Linked DNA regions of Sus scrofa: region 2 is linked to region 1. A link is a contact called in public Hi-C data. All regions are on one chromosome and are shown on one strand. The core of a region is the stretch at or near the end of the contact, and the rest is flanking DNA. Distances in the headings are between cores, read along the strand shown.

Region 1 (4,474 bases), core at 1,071-3,570:
TCCGACAGGTACAAAAATCTCTCCACTCCCTCTTTCAGACTCCTGTTCTCACCTTGACCTTCAATCAGACAATGCTTCTCTCCAAGCAGTTTGTGCAGTGGGATGAACTACTTTGCCAGCTAGAGGCTGCCAAGCAAGTGAAGCCAGCCGAGGAATGATGGCTGCTGCCCACCCCAGGTGGATCAGGACAACCAGGCTTCAAGCCCTGGGACAACCTGCCCTTGTAACAGGCAGAGCAGAGGCAGCTCTCTATTTATTGGATTCACACCCTACCTAGACAGGCTTAGGTGGGGCTCTTGCTACTTGAGATTTGCTATTTGCGCCCCTCCCCTCATCAGTGTCCTAGTCCAGTGACAATAAACTGTGGAGATCATTGAAGGAGTGTGCCAGCTTCCTGATCCAGGATGGGGGTGGTGGTGGGGATAAGGGTGGTGGAGGCCAGAGAGTGGCATCAGCCTTCCTAGTAGTTTGGACCAAGAGCTATACTCATTAGTCTGGCTTTCTGGGAAATGTAGAGCTCTCATGACAAATGCTCTCATTTGCTTGATGTGAGTGGACATTCGTTTATGTGTCCATTTATCCCACATTTACCAAGTACACGCTAAATGTCAGATGCCAGAGTTACTCTTGTGGCGCCTAAGAAGTGAATCCGACTAGACCCTAAAAAGACAAAAAGACCAAAAAAATAAAAAGAGAGAGACATTGTTTGGAGTTCCCGTCGTGGTGCAGTGGTTAACAAATCTGACTAGGAACCATGAGGTTGTGGTTCGATCCCTGGCCTCGCTCAGTGGGTTAAGGATCTGGTGTTGCCATGAGCTGTGGTGTAGTTTGCCGATGCAGCTCGGATCTGGAATTGCTGTGGCTGTGGCTGTGGCCAGCAGCTACAGCTCTGATTAGACCCCTAGCCTGGGAACCTCCATATGCCAAAGGTGCAGCCCTAAAAAGACCAAAAAAAAAAAAAAAAAAAAAAAAAAGAAAAAGAAAAAGAGAGAGAGAGAATCCAACTAGTAACCAGGAGGTGGCAGGTTTGATCCTTGGCCTCGCTCAGTGGGTTAAGGATCTGGCACTGCCAAGAGCTGTGGTGTAGGTCGAAGATGTGGTTCAGATCTTGCGTTGCTGTGGCTGTGGACCAGAAGCTGTAGCTTGGATTGGACCCCTAGCCTGGGAATCTCCATATGCCACGCGTAGCCCTAAAAAGAAAAAAAAAAAAAAAAAAAAAAAAAATTAAAAAGGTCAGATGCCAACCAGGTGGGAAGGACACAGATAGGGTCCACCTGATCCCTACCCTTTACAGCCTAGCTAGGGAGACAGTCAAGGAAAAGGGAAGGGGACCAGGTGGCACCAGGGTTCTTTGTGGCACAGAAGAAAAAGGAAAGTGGGGGACATCCCTGGAGGGTGATACACAGGGTCTTTGAGAGCCGAGGTTGCAGCATGTGCAAAGGCAGAGGGGAGCTTTTAAGTTTTTTTCTGGGGAGCCTACTTGGTGCTATACCGAGAAGGGGAGCCTAAAAGAGGTTTGGAGACGGGGATTTTAGTTGGGTGCGGGGGTGGTTGGAAAGGAGAAGGGGCAGGTTGGAGCCGAGAAACAGTGGCACTTCACTCCACCAAGTGTTTGCTGCCCCCTTGTGGTCTCAGGGACTGCTGTGCCTCCAGGCCCCTTTCATCCGCCGCCGGCCTTCCACCCCACCCGCGCGGTCTCGTTGGCATTTCGAATTGAGCTCGTCTGATACTGGGAGTCATCCTAGACTCTTCCCTCTTTCTCCGTCGGAACAGTCGCCAAACCTACTTCCTGTTATCTTCCAAATGAATCTACTTCTCCCCATTACTCTGCCATTTCTCTAGTTCATTCTTTCAACAAATAATTTAACAAATATTTGAGCCCTATCATACGCTGGTCCATGTGGACACGCCCCCGGGAGTCACCAGCGGATGCGGCCGGTCCCCGCTCCCTTCTGCGCTGCGGCCAGAGTGAGCTGTGCCAAAAAGATCTGGTTTGACCTGCGCCTGATGAAACCTCCCCGTGATACGCCAGTGTCCACAAGATGAGGTCTAGACTCAGAACTCTGTGACCAAAGTTCTTGTCCCCGCAGCAGCAGCCCCCCTCTTGCTCCCGTCCGAAGTGAAACCCGCTGCTCTGCCTTTGTTACTGCACTGTGTTCAACAGAGGTCAAATCCTTCACTTCCTTCCGACGGGAGACGACTCCTAATACCCTCATGCCACCGGCCCTCGCGTCGCGGCTGGGCTCATACCCACAAGCTGCCGTCGCGGCCGCTCTCAGTTTGTGGGCAGAGTCGCCTCTGGTCCTGTCTCCTGAGGCCCCGCCCCGTCCGGCGTGCGCGGCCCCGCGGCCTCGGCGCGCCCCCGTCCCGCGCCATTTTGGACTAGGAGCGAAGTGGTAGAGTGCGTGGCTGCTGTGGTGAGAGCTAGAACCCAGCGGGGTGAGGGCGCCCGGAGTCGGGGGCAGGAGAGGGGAGGCCGGCTGCTGGGCCGCTGCGCCCGCCTGGACACTGGGAGCAGCCCGGGGCGGTGGCGGCCGCGGACCGGCCGCCAGGAGTAGCCCGAGCAGCCCTCCACGCTATCCCCGACTTACTGAGTGACCTGGGTTAGGGGAATCGACCCAGGGGATCTTTGGGCGAGGGATGCTCGGCCCTGTCCTGGAGGTCCTGGAGTTGGGGAGGGGGTCACTTCTGCCTTTGAGGAGCTTTTGGAAGAGGGGTCTGCCTTGGGGAGCTTGGGGTGTAGAGGCTTGGCCCTGCCCTCCGGGAGCACGAAGTGAGGGAACCTTGTCCTCGTCCCTCCTTGGAGAGTCCAGGGAGAGGAGCACAAAGTCTTGTTCTCAAGCAGCCTGGGCCGAGGGCCCCAGCCCTGTCCCAAGGCGCCCCAGATGAAGGAAGTTCGTTACCAGTGCTGGGCAGCTTGGGATGAGGGGGCTCGGCCAGTGGGGAATCTGGTCCTGTCTCTGGGACTGCGGGGGTCGGGGGAGGGTTATGGCTCTGTCCGGAGGAAGGGGATACAGCCCCCTGTCAGGGGGAGGCAGGCATCCCTGCTCTGGGGGTGAGGGGATGTGGTCCTGTTCCTGGGAAGTCTGGGTTGAGGAGCACAGCCATGTCCTAGGGAGCCAGGGATGGGGGGTGGGGTGGGGGATGGCCTGGGGCACCTTGCCTAGCATTCCTCTGACACCTCCCTGCAGCGGGCAGCAAGATTGAGACCCAGCAGCAAGCGAGATGGAGCACTACCGGAAAGCTGGCTCTGTGGAACTACCAGCACCTTCCCCAATGCCCCAGCTGCCTCCTGATACCCTGGAGATGCGAGTCCGAGATGGCAGCAAGATCCGCAACCTGCTGGGACTGGCGCTGGGGCGGTTGGAGGGTGGCAGCGCCCGGCATGTGGTCTTCTCAGGTTCTGGCCGGGCTGCCGGCAAGGCTGTCAGCTGTGCCGAGATCGTCAAACGGCGGGTACCAGGCCTGCACCAGCTCACCAAGCTGCGCTTCCTGCAAACAGAGGACAGCTGGGTGCCAACCTCACCTGACACTGGCCTAGATCCCCTCACAGTCCGCCGTCATGTGCCTGCGGTGTGGGTACTGCTCAGCCGGGACCCCTTGGACCCCAATGAGTGTGGCTATCAGCCCCCAGGGGCACCCCCTGGCCTGGGCCCCATGCCCAGCTCCAGCTGTGGCCCCCGACCCCGAAGAAGGGCACGAGACACCCGGTTCTGAGGACCTGCCAAGCAAGCTGTTCTCCAGGCCTGAATGTCTAGGATGGCTGTGCCTTCTTTGAGAAGCCCTGTAACTGCTCAACATCCCCATCTAGACTTGAGGTTACAGAAGTGGACCTCCCTGTCCTACTTCAACTTCCCTCTGGCTGGTGGAAAGGGACTGTGATGAAGAGTGACAGGTGTGGGGTCTCTGCTGAGTTCTGGATTGCTTAAGAGGAGCTTATTCTGCCTTCCACCTACAGTGACTCTGATCTACCTTCTGACAGAGGTCTGAGGAGTGGGTTAGGAAATAAAAGTTCTGCCCATTTGATAAGCCTCTGCTCGGCCTGCTGTGTGGAGGTGGGATTAGGGGAAGAGGAGTCCTTGCCCTTGACCCCCAGGAGCTCACAGGTGGGAGACAGGAAGGGTAGGCTCAGGTTGGTGCTGGAAGGATCTAGGGTTGATTAAAAAGCCTCAAGTGGTAACCTGTCTGTGTCTAAACCACTGGGTGGCTGACTGCTGCCTGTTTGAGGCTGGTTTAAAGACTCTCTACCAGGACAGACATTTTTCCTCATCTGTAGCATGTTGATATACTTCATTCTATTGCACGTCCCAAATACTGTGTTTTCTACAAAGTAAGTAAGGGTTTGTAGCAAGCCTGCATTGAGCAAGTCTGTTGGCGACATTTTTCCAACAGCATCTGCTCACTTTGAGTTTCTGTCACATTTTGGTAATTCTCACATTGCAAACTTTTTCATTGTTATGTTTGTTATAGTGAT
Region 2 (4,131 bases), core at 414-2,913, 63 kb after region 1:
ATTTGTAGAGACCCCGGCAGGCCCGGGCCTGCTGACCCCAAGCCCCGCCACACCATGCCGGCCCCCCTCCCTTCCTCAGGGGAGGGGGCCATGCAGCTAACCCACCCACCAAAGACCCCCCCATGCCCCCATCCCGCCCCCTCGGGCTGGACCCTCCAACGCCAGCGACTCCCAGGAGCCCTTGGGGGGCCTGAGGGGAGCCCCTCACCTCCACAGTTTCTCCTCCTGTCCCTGCCTCCTGTCTGTCCCGGGGTCTCTGTTGCCACCATCAGATTATAAGCTCCTGACGCCGGGGGGGCCCAGCCATCCCCCTCCCCCCAGCGCCCACACTTTTCAATCCCCCCACCTCTGCCCCTGTTTTGTATGCCCCTCCCCCTCTCCTGCTCCTCCCCCGCAGTATTTAATGCCCTGTCAGTCCCTTCTAGTCTGACTTGATGGTAACTTGCTGTATTTGAATTTTTTATAGATGTATATACAGGGGTGGGGGGGTGGGGGGTTCTCATTAAACGTCACCATTTCATGAGTCCTTGGAACAGACCCACTTTGGAGGGTAGCCCTCGTCCAAGACCCCCTCCCCTTCCAGGGGTGGAGGAGGGTAGACGTTAGAGTTGGAGAGAGACAGCTGTTTCCAGATAGGAGCAGAGAGGCAGTTCAGCTCCTGGGCAGAGGTGTCTGGGGAGGGGGCTCTCTGCTGCTTTGGAGGGTAGGGCTCCCCCTGGAGGCCGCAGGCAGAATTGTGGGAAATGAGGGGTCCCAGTGAGGCAGGTACCACATGGGGCATCCAGTCAGCTCCAGAGGTGCTGAGGCCTATCAGCTGTGGTCTCTGGAGCCCCTTTCCACAAGTGCCCAAGCCTGGCTTTACCTACAGGGCAGAGGCGCAAGAACGGGAGGAGGAGAGTTCCCCTTGCGGCTCAGCGAGTTAAGAACCCCGCTAATATCCATGAGGATGCGGGTTCAATCCCCAGCCCCATTCAGTAGGTTAAGGAACCAGTGTTGCCATGAGCTGTGGTATAGGTCACAGAGGCCACTCGGATCTGGTGTTGCTGTGGCTATGGCGTAGGCCGGCGGCTGCAGCTTGGATTTGACCCCTAGCCTGGGAACGTCCATATCCTGCCAGTGCAGCCCTGAAAAGCCAGAAAAAAAAAGAAGAAGAAGAAGAAAAAAAAAAAAAGAGGGGGAGGAGGCTAAGCCCTAGGGGTGGAGGGTTGTCATACTGCCATCCAGGAGACACAGTGCAGGGTTCTAGCAGGTCATTCGGGCTTGCCAGGGCGCAGAGTGCAGAGTGGCCTGGGCAGGCGGGGAGGCTACTTGAAGGAGGCCACTTGGCATGTGACCAGGGATTGGACTTGTGCTTCAGGGCGGGAAGTGTGAAGTACAAGCTTTACCCTAGGGTTAGATTACAGTCAGGACTCAGCATGAGAGGGGGAGGAACGGGCCTTGGCTTTGCAGGGTCCTTGGCCTTTGGTCCAGCCCCACACCCTTCCAGTCCCCAGATGGGACTCCAGGTTCCCCTTGATTTCTCCTCAGAGGAGGGGTCCCTGGCTGCCTCAGACCTGCTCAGGTCCGGCGCCACCCCCTCCACCCCCCTCCAGAGGAGCCACCTCCCTGCAGCTCCTTGGCCTAGAATGCCTGAGGCTGAGGCTGAGGCCAAGTTGGCAGGCACCGCTGGCCTGGGAGTAGGGGCAAAGGGTTAGGCCAGAGTCCCAACCTGGGAGCCAGGCCTGGCCGTGCTCTGGGTGGCTGGATCAAGGAGACAAGTGGAGTTGAAGCCACGAACACCAGGGCCTGTGCACACCCCTTCCACAGCAGGCTCCCAGTGCCACACTGCCACTAAGCTGCTGACCCCCATGTCCCACACACACGCTGATGCAAACCCTCATCCTCAGACCCAGGTCAGGAAATGGGCCTTCCTTGCTGGTCTTGCCGCCTGCGAGGAGAGGTTCACGGTACCAGAAGCACTGAGGAGTCAGGCCTGCATAGGACTCCAGGCAGGTGAGCGGCTCAGAGTGCAGGTGGCTGGCTCTACTCCAGGCCAGGTACTGGAAGCCAAGAGGGGGGATCTCATGGGAAAAAAGGCCTGGTGTCAGGGTAGAGAGGCCTGGGGTTTTTCAAGCCGAGAAGCCCCAGCTATGGGAGCCCGTGGCTCCTCACGCACAGGAAGAGGCTCCCAGGATGAAGATCCTGAGACGTGACCATGGACATGTCTATGTGTCCTGGAAGCCCAGTTCTGTCTGTCTGGTTCCTGAGGTGTGGCTCAGGCCTCAGACCTGCACTCCAGGTCCAGCATGGGCAGAGGGAGGGAGGGGGTCACCCATTCTTGCAAAGGACATTGTATTCCAGGGCTGGGTCTGGACCTCCCCCATCACTGTCCTTGGGGGAGGTGGGGGCTGAAGTTAGGGGGTCTCTAGCCTGTGCTGCCTTCCTGCCTTGAGACTGGTGGTCAGCCCTGACCCACCCACCGCCCACCCAGGGCTTGGGCATCAGCAATCTGGCCTCCATTAGCGACATGGGAAAGCAATTACTTGGGGCCTGGGGAGGAGACGGAGGGGAGGGGGCCTGCTAGAACCTCGGAGGCCGATGGAGAGGAGGCCTGGGGCATCTCCCTGCCCCCAACCACAAGGGAGAGACCCAGCCCTATCCCACACCCCGAGGTGGCTGGAGGGGCATTGTCATTGCCTCTGACCAGACTAGATCGGGGCCTGGGGCGGGGGTGGGGGTGGTCATCCCTCCTGGGGGGTCCTGGCCCTTGACCTCAAAGAGGCTGCTTGTCTTGGAGGCTCTTGGCTGCTGACTGCTGCTGCCTCCCAGTGCTGTCCCTCCACATCTTTAGTTATCACCTTCAAAAAGTTATTTTTTGGCCACACCCATGGCATGTAGAAGTTCTTGGGCCAGGGATTGAACCCGAACCACACCAGTGACCCGAGCTGCAGCAGGGACAACACCAGATCCTCAACCCATGGAGCTACCAGGGAACTCCCCATATTTCTCATCTTGGTCCTGGGAACAACTATAGACATCTGTTCTTGGAGCTAAATCAGAATCTGGAGAATTAAAACTGGTAGAGGAGGGGTGCTGCTGGGGGATGTTTAGATCCCAGGCCCAAGGTGCACAGCAGCCCAACCTCTCAGTTCTTGCTCCCTCTAGGTGCGCTGATGACGGGTACCCTTCTCTACGCCCCATCCCTCCAACATTGACTTGTCCTGCCCCGTCCTCTTCTTGCTGGTCCCATTCCTACCTCTGTCTCCATCCCAGGCTATCTCTGAGCATGTCTTGGTCGTGGTCCGTATCCTTGCTGTGTTTCTGCTCGAATGTCTCTCTGCCATCTCTGTCTCTCTGTATGTCTCCTGTCTCTGCTGCCCCCTGACTCTCCAGCCCTCTCTTTCTCTGTCTCCAACCCTGTCTTTGCCTCTGTCCCTCGTCCCTGTCTCTTAGTCTTAGTCTTCTCTGCCTTCCTCTCTGTCTCTGTGGGTTTGTCCCCATCTCAGAATATGTCTCTCTGTATTTCTGTGTGTGTGTGTGGGGGGGTGCGCGCGCGCGCCTCGCCCAGCTCTGTGTCCGTTCCTGTCCCCTGCCTCCGGCAGTCCCTCCTTTGCCTCCCTCTGTGTGTTCCTGCCCCTGGTGCAGACCCCAGCCTGTGGCTGCCATGCCTCGCTGGTGTGAACCGGGGGCTGTCTGGGCTTCTGCTGCCCCCTCTCGGCCACCTGCCTGCCCTTCATTCTCCCGGGCGGGTGGCGATCAGCACGTACTTCCCACATCTGCCTTGAGCAGAGAGGGAGGTGGTCAGGAGACAGCAGGCAGGAACACCTCTGCACGGCCTCCAGCTTTGAGAACTCCCCAGAGCCGGTGAGCTCACTACCTCCCCAGGCTGGGATGCTGAGAACGTTCCCTCTCACATGGAGAGAACAGAATGCTTGGCTGCAAACCCAGCGCCCTGTCCTGCACCTGTGTGTCTTTCTGTCTTGAGGCCCACTTGTTTGCCATGCCCACAGCCCAGAGCTCCTTGTGGAGATAGGACCTTCAGAGGGTAGCATCTGCCTGGAGATGTAGGGCTAAAGCCCTGGGGACAAGGATTGGAGTGGGGTCCTCACACCCCTTTTCTCTCCTCAGAGAAGGGTGGAGAGGAAGGGGGTC

Evidence for each region. Hi-C and Micro-C count contacts between places; a contact is called where the count stands out from the background.
Region 2: a Hi-C map of skeletal muscle shows a contact between it and region 1, with 2.7 times the contacts expected there. The contact joins the enhancer-like site here to the promoter of RPP25L in region 1. A contact is called at or near these places in 1 of 5 promoter capture datasets (liver), 22 of 47 Hi-C or Micro-C datasets (adipose tissue, alveolar macrophages, embryonic fibroblasts and 12 more) and 1 of 2 datasets of contacts at active chromatin or transcription factors (skeletal muscle).

Annotation. Positions count from the first base shown.
Region 1 is chr10:32,186,862-32,191,335 of Sscrofa11.1, forward strand. It overlaps RPP25L (ribonuclease P protein subunit p25-like protein), which reads left to right and starts at 2,321. Exons shown (of 2, transcript XM_003130658.4): 1 at 2,321-2,417; 2 at 3,192-4,474. The coding sequence starts at 3,226. The coding sequence ends at 3,717. ARID3C (AT-rich interactive domain-containing protein 3C) reads left to right here. Exons shown (of 12, transcript XM_021064675.1): 12 at 69-378. DCTN3 (dynactin subunit 3) reads left to right here. Exons shown (of 6, transcript XR_002336315.1): 6 at 69-378.
Region 2 is chr10:32,250,983-32,255,113 of Sscrofa11.1, forward strand. It overlaps CNTFR (ciliary neurotrophic factor receptor subunit alpha), which reads left to right. Exons shown (of 11, transcript XM_021064676.1): 11 at 1-430. Among named protein-coding and RNA genes, the nearest start is that of ENHO, 20 kb to the right of the region's middle. Within about 2 kb of position 1,664, at least 2 of the 83 cell types and tissues checked have an H3K27ac peak or open chromatin away from gene starts, as enhancers often do. A contact at or near this core is called in adipose tissue and skeletal muscle, where this site is marked.